Linked DNA regions of Macaca mulatta: region 2 is linked to region 1. Evidence: chromatin contacts called from public Hi-C data. All regions are on one chromosome and are shown on one strand. Each heading gives the region's core, a stretch centred on a gene start, on an enhancer-like site or on the middle of the called end of the contact. The rest is flanking DNA. Distances are from core to core; before and after follow the strand shown. Region 1 holds the start of SRP14 (signal recognition particle 14). Region 2 holds the start of ANKRD63 (ankyrin repeat domain 63).

Region 1 (4,835 bases), core at 997-3,496:
CACCCTGGCAGCTTTTACTTGAAAAATACCAGTAAAACTTATCTCCAGAGAGCAGTGAACCCAAGTATCAATCTTACCCAGTGTTCACTATCATGCTGACTCTTGCCCTGAGAAGGAAGACATAAGGAACACCCAAAACTCACCATCTGAAATTTATTCACTTCCTTGGAGCTCACCTGAAAGAGAAGGAAAAAAGAGGTCACACCTATTATCCATATAAGCATCCTCTTCTCCACCCCAGACAGTATCTCAAAAGCCTCTGAAAGACAACATCCTTATCTTTAAAATACTTCTTCCCAACTTCAGGGGTTCGTAATACATGAATGGTTACTTTTCTACTCTGCTTTCCTCTGCCTAGAGAACAAGAAAAGGAGCTCTACATCTTTTTCCACATGAGAATTGCACCAAGAGGTGAAAGGCAGTAGGCTCCTTCAAAAAAAAAAAAAAAAAAAAAAAAGCTTTGTTTCTCACCTCTTGAAATCCCTTAGAAAGGTGGCACTGAGTGTTCTCCCTGGGTTCTGAGAAAAGTCAGAGGACTTCTCAGTATTAATTTTTTATACATTAATATAAGATATATTTAAACTACTCCCTTCCCATCTTATTTTTAAACCTGCCTTCCATTAATTCAAGCATATTTAAGCACAATGCAAGCTACCACAAAATACTACCTCTGAAGAAGACTCCTTAGGTTTTCGTTATTTCATGATATCTAACTTTATTTGTAAAAACCACATAAGCTTGTTTTACTGTAAAAGTCCTCTCAAGATAACTTGTCACGGGAGACTTACCAACTAAGTCTAGTCTACATTTTCATGCAGTCAGTATCCTACACTAATGTGATTAGAGAGTAAGTCTGGTTCTGCCACAGCAGAATAAAGTAGTATTCACTCAACTCAAGAAGACTCTTCCTTTGCATTATTCAACCTCCACTGAAAGGAAAGACTAGGGCTCTTGACTAAAATGCATATTTTCTCAAGTGTGAAACCTAACATTTAGCTGCACATTCGCCATGTGAACCACAAAGATAAGGAAATAATAGCATCACCTGGTGCCAAGAAACTGCTTACTGAAGGCCCAACACAGTAAGGGGCTAAGGAATCAAATATTTATGCCAACGGCTCCTTACAGTACTACGAATAAGGACGAATACGCTACTTTCATTCATTTCCGCAAAAATTTTAGCAGAACTAACGACTGTTTGACCTCTACCTTCTTCATTTTATTTTATTCTTGAGTTTTCTACTACTGAAGTATAGGAAGGTCCTGGTCTCAGAAATAGCCACACAGGGCAAAAGGGAAAAGTAAATTAAAGCCTGGTTCAGAAACGCCCCATCCTCTCTTCAATTCGAGTGTTTACATTTCAAAAGATAGCCTTAGGAACTCAGCTCACCACAGTGCTGATCTTCTTTTTCCCATCGGTAGCTCTTAACAGACACTTGTTGTCTGCGGGCTCAAAGCCCTCCACAGTACCTTTCTTTGGAATGGGTTTGGTTCGACCGTCATCTGAAGGAAAAATGCATCCTGGTGAACACGGCCGCATACGTGGCTGAGCGGCAGACAAACAGTTAAAACAGAGGAGGGGGTAAGTGATGACCTAATCCAGCCCCGCTGCTCTAGTTCTGTTAAACACCTCGTCTGCTACCACGGTCTGGCGAAACCCTGGAGAAACTATTATTTCCACGACGGAAACATGGAATAGCGAAGCACGTTAACTCCCACTCAAAGTGGCGGCGTTTGGGATCCCTGACAAAGAGCCCTGGGCTGCTTGGGACCCATTGTTACCAGAAGCAACCTAGGCGGCTCAGCGCTGGGGACTGCGCCCGCTACAATCCCCATCATTTTCCAGGCCCGAAGCCCCGAATGTGCCCAGTACAGAGTGACGGACGGTAGAGGAAGGCGGCGGTCCGCGGCAGACAGACTCCGGTGGCTCCCAGACACCGGGCACCCGGGGAGCATCGCCCGGCTCCCCTCCCGCTGCTTACACTTCTTCAAGGTGATATAGACGCTGCCCGACGTCCGGCACTTCTGGAAAAGTCTGGTCAGCTCCGTCAGGAACTGAAAAACAACAGGCCCGGCCCCGTTAGCCAGCCCCAAATCCTCGCCCCGCCGCGTCAAGGCCCTGGTCCTCCCGCAGAAGGAGGCAGAGGTCTCGACCAAAGCCTGAGCCGCCCCCGTCTCTCTGCCGGCCAGGCCTAGCCATACCTGCTCGCTCTCCAACAACACCATCGCGGCGACGCTTCGCTCCACTCCCTCCGCTGAAGCCCCTAGCAGTGAGAGCCGGAAGTTCGGCCTAGGCTGGGCGGGACTTCCGCTACTACGCTTCCATTGTCTTCCACCAATCTCTTCTCTTCCACCAATCCTGGCCGGCGCCCTGGGACGTCCGGGGGCCAGTGACCTGGAGGCGTTGGGGCTGTCCTGGGCCGTCGCTTGAGAGAGAACTTCTCACCCCAGCCAGGGTGAGGGAGTGAGAGCAAAAGAAAGTTTTGATAGCAGCGTATAGTTTATGTTCAGCTGTATGCTGGGCAGGTTACCTAACAATTCAGTGACTCAGTTTCCTTATCCATAAAGTGAGGGTAATGATAGTATCTACTTCGCAGTGTGGTCGTGAAGCGTAAATGAAACTCAGATTAAATACGTAGAACAGTGCCTGGCACATAGAGCGTGTTCCGTAGGTATCAGCTATTGTTCTTTTAATTATTGTCATCATTATAAGTTCCTGTAGATCCTTTAAATTCTCCCTAAACGCTGCCTTTTAGCTGTAGCCAGAGGGGCTGGGCCGGGCGCGGTGGCTCACGCCTGTAATCCCAGCACTTTGGGAGGCCGAGGCGGGCGGATCACGAGGTCAGGAGATTGAGACCATCCTGGCTAACACGGTGAAACCCCGTCTCTACTAAAAATACAAAAGAGCCGGGGGTGGTGGCGGGCGCCTGTAATCCCAGCTACTCCGGAGGCTGAATGGCGTGAACCCGGGAGGCGGAGCTTGCAAGCCGAGATCGCGCCGCTGCACTCCAGCCTGGGCTACAGAGCGAGCCTCCGTCTCAAAAAAAAAAAAAAAAAAAAAAAAAAGAGGGGCTGGAGCCCAGTTTTTAGTTCTACCTCTGATTAGTCAGGAGAACTGGGTTGTAAGCCCTCTCTGCCAGTAGCCAACTTGAACCCTGGGCCCTCTATAAAGTCAAGCATTCTACCACACAAGAGGTTTTCGCTGAGTGCCTCTCAGTCTGTGCCAGGCACTGTTGTAGAGGTTGGGGATGCTGCAGGATAAGACAAGCTAAGTTTCTGGTTTCCTGGAACTTGGGTTAAAAGGGGCAGGGAGGAAATAAACAATGAAGCAAACAAGTAAGTAGTACAGCTTCAGATAATGAGCTCTGTGAAGACAGCTAAGCAGGGCTGTATAATGAGTGGGAAGGGGACTGCTTTGGGCTGGGGTCAGAGGAGTTCTCGTCGAAGAGGAGAGCTTTGAATTGAAAGCTGAAAGGACCAGCCATCCAAAGATCTAGGGACACAGTGTTTCAGACACAGAGAATGGCTAGAGCAAAACCCCCAAAGGGGAAACAAGTTGCCCTGTGTCTAAGACTGACAGGTGCGGGTGGGGGTGAGGAGGGCTTGTGGAGCAAGGAGTGAAGGAGTATGGAGAGGTAGCTGGGAACCAGATTATGTAGGGCCTGTGACCATGGTAAATTTGGATTTTGTTCTAGATACAAAGAGAAGACTCTTGTTAAGGAAGTTTTCAAGAGAACACTGAAAATGGGATTTACCATTTTTTAAAGATGGCCCTGTCTGGGTTGTGAAGACTGTAGAGAGACAAGGCAGGAAATGGGGAGCCCAGTTAGGAGATTCACAAACTTAATGGCTTAAATATGTTCACTCTCTGATTTCACATTTTCTTCCAAATGGCCAGCGCCCTTTGCCCACTTCCTGCCCTAGGCTGATGACCTTGTATAGCCAACCTGTATTGGCTTTTGGTTCTCCAGGATTTGAACCTGTTTGCAGTCCCCTGTTGTGTGGGTTTTGGTGAGAGGCAATAAATAAATAATTAAATAAAAGGGTCAGAGAGTCACTCACCTGCCCTCAGCAGCGGGGCTCAAGCATTGACCTACCGTGGGTCAATCTGGTGCTCGCAACCAGGACTTCAGCTTCTGAGCTAGTGATGCCAAGGCCCGGGGCTCTTGCATGGGTGTCCAGCCATTTGAATGTGAGGACTTTTTTGGCTCATCTGTATTGGCAGATACCACCAAAATTATGCATGGGCCCTTTTTGAAAAAGTTTTTTATCTCATAGCTATCATTTGTGTTAGCGTATTTTACATATGGCCCAGGACAATTCTTACAATTCTTCTTTCAACGTGGCCCAGGGAAGCCAAACGGTTGGACGTGCACGCTAGAGGTTATTCACACGGCGCCAATCACAGAGTGCTCGTGTGTTGGTGGCCCTACAGCAGGGGTTTTCACCAGACTGTTCTAACCTTTGCTAGTCCTGAGGTGTACGAAGATGACTCCCCAATTTTTTTTTTTTTTTTTTTTTTTGAGACGGAGTCTCACTCTGTCGCCCAGGCTGGAGTGCAGTGGCCGGATCTCAGCTCACTGCAAGCTCCGCCTCCCGGGTTCACGCCATTCTCCTGCCTCAGCCTCCCGAGTAGCTGGGACTACAGGCGCCCGCCACCTCGCCCAGCTAGTTTTTTGTATTTTTTAGTAGAGACGGGGTTTCACCGTGTTAACCAGGATGGTCTCGATCTCCTGACCTCGTGATCCGCCTGTCTCGGCCTCCCAAAGTGCTGGGATTACAGGCTTGAGCCACCGCGCCCGGCCGACTCCCCAATTTTTAATTATAGCTTTTAC
Region 2 (4,835 bases), core at 994-3,493, 240 kb after region 1:
AGGAAACCCAGCGAGGGGAGGGGGGCCGGAGAGGAGCGACAGGTGGCTAGGCAGACCCAGGACTGAACTTGAGGGCTGGGGAGGGGGAATCCACCTTCCTGGCTGTAGCCTACGGAACCAGTCAATCGACACTTCTAGACCTAGGCCGGGAATACCGAGGAGCACAAAAAAGATGGAGGTCCCTTAGGGCTGGTGGAGGTCTCGCCTTGGCAGAGAGGCAGGTTCCAAAATGGGCTGCGGGGGGCGGCTGCCGAAAAGGTGAGGGACCTATAAGGAAGAAATACCAGTGGAGTAAAAACGGGAGGGTGGGGGAAGCAGGCCTCGGGCCTTGGCGCCGTTTACCGCTGAGCACGCAGCACCACAGCCTCGGTGCCCGCCTGCCAAGGGTTCGGCCCAGGCACCGAGACAGGCAGAGCGTTGGCCTCTAACTCCGGGCCACTCTCGGGCCCTGGCGCCTCACCGACCAGGCTGGGGATATCTGGGGCTGTGGAGCGTCGGCGCAAACCCAGGCGGCCGGAGCCGGGGCCGCCCTCCGGATGGGGGCTGAGGCCAATGGGGGCTTGCACTAAGGTTGGGGGCGCTCCCTCCAGCACCTCCTGTGAGCGCCACCGCCCAGTCCCCGAAGACTGGGGCGAGTTTGGTAGGGCCATCAGGGCCCCAGCCCGCAGGCGGGCCGCCTCCTCCTCGGTCACCGCACCCAGCGCCAGGCTCATGCTCCGACCCAGCTCGGGCCGTTCACTGCCCTGCGCCCGGTGCCGGCCCGAATTCTTGCCCGCTAAGCCAGCCTCGCCGCCGTGGCCGTGGCCGCCCGCCGCTCGCGCAAAGCGCGCCAGGAGAGGCCGCGGGAGGCGGCGGGGGCTGGGTCGTCGACGCTCGGGGCTGGGCGCGGGGGCGGGGTGGCCAGGGGGACTATCGGAGTTGGAGCCCCGGGCCGCGGCTGCGGCGGCGGCGCGGCCCCAGGGCCCGGTGAGGGCCTGCACACAGGTCCCGTGGCCGCGGGCGGCAGCCAGTTGCAGCGCGGTGAGCCCCGCACGGTTGGTGCGGTCGAGGCGCAGGCCTAGGCGGCGGAAGGACCGCACCAGGAACTCGAGCACTGCCCCGTGGCCGCAGGCCGCCGCCCACATCACCGGGCTGTTGCCCGCAGAGTCGGCCGCCTCGGGGTCACCACTGAACTGCACCAGCAGCTGCACGGCGTCCAGGTGGCCTCGCTCGCACGCCAGACTGAGTGCGGTGCGGCCGCGCTCGTCCCGCAGGTTCACGGCAGCACCCTGCTCAAGCAGCAGCCGCACGAAGCGCGCGCGCAGAGCCGGGTCCGGCAGCCCCACGGCCACCATGAGCGGCGTACGGCCCTGCTCCGCGCGGCAGTCGATGATGCTGCGGTCCAGCGCATCCAACACGAAGCGGGCCAAGTGCACTTTGCCCGCCTGCATGGCCTCCAGGAAGGTGCGCGTCCCCGCTCGGGGACACAGGTCCTTGGGTTTGAGCATGGCCCCGACCGCCGCGCCCGGGCAGCCTGGCAGCTCCGCACGGGGGCGCCCCTGTTCTCGCGCCCCGCGGGGCACCGGCCTCCGCCCGCGCTGTGATACCTCTCCCTCCGCGCGTGGGCGGCTGCAGCCGACGGTCCCGATGTTCCTACTCCGGTGTCCCGGAGGCTCCGACTGCCCCGCCGCTGCTGGGCCGTACGCCTGGCGTCTCGCCGCTCCTTCCCCGGGCCTCCCGCCTGGAGGTGTTGATTGCTCGCTACTCCGGGCTCCGCTCCTGGCCCGCCACCAGATGTCGGCAGCCGAGTCTCGACCCTCTCCCGGCTCTCCCGCCGCTTTCCCCGTGTCCGGCGCCCCTCAGTCCTCGTGGTTTGGAGCCGTGCCACTCACCCGCACCCAGGGCAGCCCCCGCTCCCCCGCAGCGACGGTGGCGCCCGCCGTGCACGCCTGCCTCCAGCCCTGGCGGGGCGCGCCGCTCCTCAAGCTGCTGGCGCCGTTCCTCCGCCTCCTCCCCTCTCGCGGGGGCCGGGCCACGCCGGGGCGCTTGCTCCTTACTTGGGGGGCTCGGCGGCGTGGGAGCTGCCGCCCGCCTGGATACCTGACTTTATAGCCTTGGGGGTCTCCATGGCAATGGCTGCCCTGGGAGCCGACTGCCCCGTCAGGGCAGAGACGGACGGGGCGGGGGAGACCGCTCCGGACCCCCACCCCTTCGTGGCCCACGAAGTCGGGGAGCGGCTCCTCCTCCGCGCTCCGCTGGGAATGCGGCGGCGGTTGCGGGGCGGGGGCGGGGGCTGCTCGCCGGGGGCCACATGCACCCGACCGGGCCAATCCCAAAGTCTCAGTCTTCTCTCCCCGCCCTCCGCCCCCACCCGAGTCCGTGCCCTCGGCTCCTTAGAAACTGGCGGGAGCTCGGGCTCGTCGGGGAAGACTGAGAGCTGCCCCCAGCAGTCCAGGGTGAAAGGAAATGGGACCCCATGAGCGCAGAACTAGACCACGCGCGAGCTAGGGGTGGCAGCGAAAGGCGGATGAGGAGTAACTTGGGGGAGGGGGTATACGTCCCGCGGGTTGGGGGCGCTCAGCCTGGCTGGAAACTGCTACTCGAAGTGCAGAGAATCACGCACTTACACACAATTGTTCCTCCCGCACACGCTCCCTGGAACGAGGGGTGGGGGCCGAGTGCGCTCTCCAATTTCAGACGTCTCCAACCCCGACAACGCACCCGCGTGCCAACTCCCGGTGGCTGCCGAGCGGGCAGAGTGTAGACGCCCAAACCAGGAAGGGGCTCCTTAGGATCCGGGAGTGCCCCGGGCATGTTAGGAGTTCCCTGGCGCCGCCACCCTGGAACAAGCTAGGGACCCATGCGAGGTTCCCTGCCCCTCGCTTCTCCCTTGAGCACAAAACAACCCCCAGGCCACAGGGTTCTGGCTCTGACCACTGGCTGGCACCTAAGGACAGGAGGCGAGCACAAGTTCCATTTGCTGTAAGATGCTTAGAGAAGCCACTGCATCTCCTTCTCCCTCCGGCCAGCAGGTCCCCCTCGGTCCTGGAGGAGGGGGATGATACACAAGCCTGGGCGGAGCGGAGTTAGGGCGCATCAGAGCCTGGGTGTGGGTGGTGGGGAGGGAGTGAGTAAGGTTGGAATGGGTATTTGTAAAGGAGTGAAGCAGGTATCAGCTGCAGAATTGACTGAGACTTTTCATGAGCCGCACATTTTGTTGCCGGCAGCGGTAAGAGAGAGGCAGAAGCTCGGTTCTGGATGCGAGACGTTCCCCCTCTTAAGAAGACAACACTGGGACTTAAAAAGTGGACGTTGTCTTCTGAGGGCTGAATACATCTGCTAAATACCTACCAACACAGTCCTTGGATGAAAAGATGGAGTTGCGGGGAAGAGAGGGCTCTGGGGCCTTCTAAAGATAGGACTTCAAGGATGTGCGGGATCTGGGGTATTTCCAAGGAAGGAATCCCAGGCCGGGTGCAGTGGCTCACGCTTGTAATCCCAACACTTTGGGAGGCCGAGACGGGCGGATCACGAGTTCAAGGGATCGAGACCATCCTGGCCAACATGGTGAAACCCCATCTCTACTAAAAATACAAAAATTACCTGGGTGTGGTGGCACGCGCCTGCAGTCCCAGCTACTTGGGAGGCTGAGGCAGGAGAATCGCTTGAACCTGGGAGGCGGAGGTTGCAGTGAGCCAAGATCACGCCACTGCACTCCAGCCTGGGTGACAAAGCCAGACTCTGTCTCAAAAAAAAGAAAGTAATTCCAAACGGGTTCTGGAGGCAAAGGCTTGGAAGCAGGATAAACCTTCAGGGGACACTATTGAGGGCTGCTTTAAGGGGTCCCTTCCTATCAGAGAGGGGAAATAAGGAAAGAATGATGGTGTTCTCAGCCTGAGCAGATGCTTTTCAGTAGCAGATGCCTGGGGAAAGGTACTGGGCATAGATGGGCGTGGCAAAGTGGGCTCATGGCCCTGCACCCTGAGCCCCTTGCCTCTCTCCAGCTCCCAGGCTCCAGTGATGTCCACCTTGAATTTGGCACCCAGGCCATGGACCAGAGGCTCCCACTCCCCTCTGTCACGTGAGGAGCATGTGATGTGTACCTGCACCCACTATGAAGCCCCCCTTTTCTCTTTTTGCATTTGTTAAGTGTTTGGTCAGGGCTCTGCCAGTTTTCTTTCCTGGTGTCATAGAAAGGCCACAGATCTGACATCAGCGTTAAGTCCCAGCTTGAAGGCATTTACTAGCATTGTGGCTCCAAGCCTGCATATTCTCATCTGAAAATGAGACTGATAAATACCAGCCCTGCCTGCTTTACACAAGAACAAGTTAGAGAGTGTCAGGGAAAGAGCTGCATAGTTATTTCATTTTTTTAAATTTTGTTTTGTTTTTTCTAGAACTGCATAGTTATTTAGAGTGCAGCCCTCAAAGCTGCTCCCGCCCCCAGAGCTAGGGCCCCCTTCTGGGGTGGCCCCCAGAAATGGGTACAGACTCTCCACCCCCAATAACTGGGCAGGAATGCTGTCCTTCTTTACTCAGCAGAAGAAAGGCTTTTCTTCCCTTTATGACTCAACTTCTCTTTTCAGCAGTGTGAGGGAAATTGCTCTCTTCCCTTCTGTTTCCAAGGTCAGAGGAGGGAGAAACCCTGGAACCTGTGTGTGGCCCAGCAGCCTGACAAGCCATGACTCGCACCCCCCAGATGGAGGAGAGAAACAGTAGAAACCCAGAATGGGCACTTTCTTGGTCCTGAAGAGCCCCTCCTCCCTGAGACAGCTGAGCTTCATTTCTGTCCCTGTTCCCCGTGGTGGACTGAGACAGTTCCAGGGAAGAAGAGTTAGGGCAGAAAGTGCTGTGCT

The links. A called contact is a pair of places that touch in the nucleus more often than the background predicts.
Region 2: a contact with region 1 is called in a Hi-C map of CD4 T cells, with 12 times the contacts expected there. The contact joins the promoter of ANKRD63 here to the promoter of SRP14 in region 1. A contact is called at or near these places in 6 of 14 Hi-C or Micro-C datasets (CD4 T cells, blood, cortical neurons and 3 more).

Annotation. Positions count from the first base shown.
Region 1 is chr7:17,355,925-17,360,759 of T2T-MMU8v2.0, forward strand. It overlaps SRP14 (signal recognition particle 14), which reads right to left and starts at 2,247. Exons shown (of 5, transcript NM_001265919.1): 1 at 2,203-2,247; 2 at 1,983-2,055; 3 at 1,391-1,503; 4 at 144-176. The coding sequence starts at 2,226.
Region 2 is chr7:17,592,914-17,597,748 of T2T-MMU8v2.0, forward strand. ANKRD63 (ankyrin repeat domain 63) reads right to left here and starts at 2,244. Exons shown (of 1, transcript XM_015141929.3): 1 at 1-2,244. The coding sequence starts at 1,487. The coding sequence ends at 339.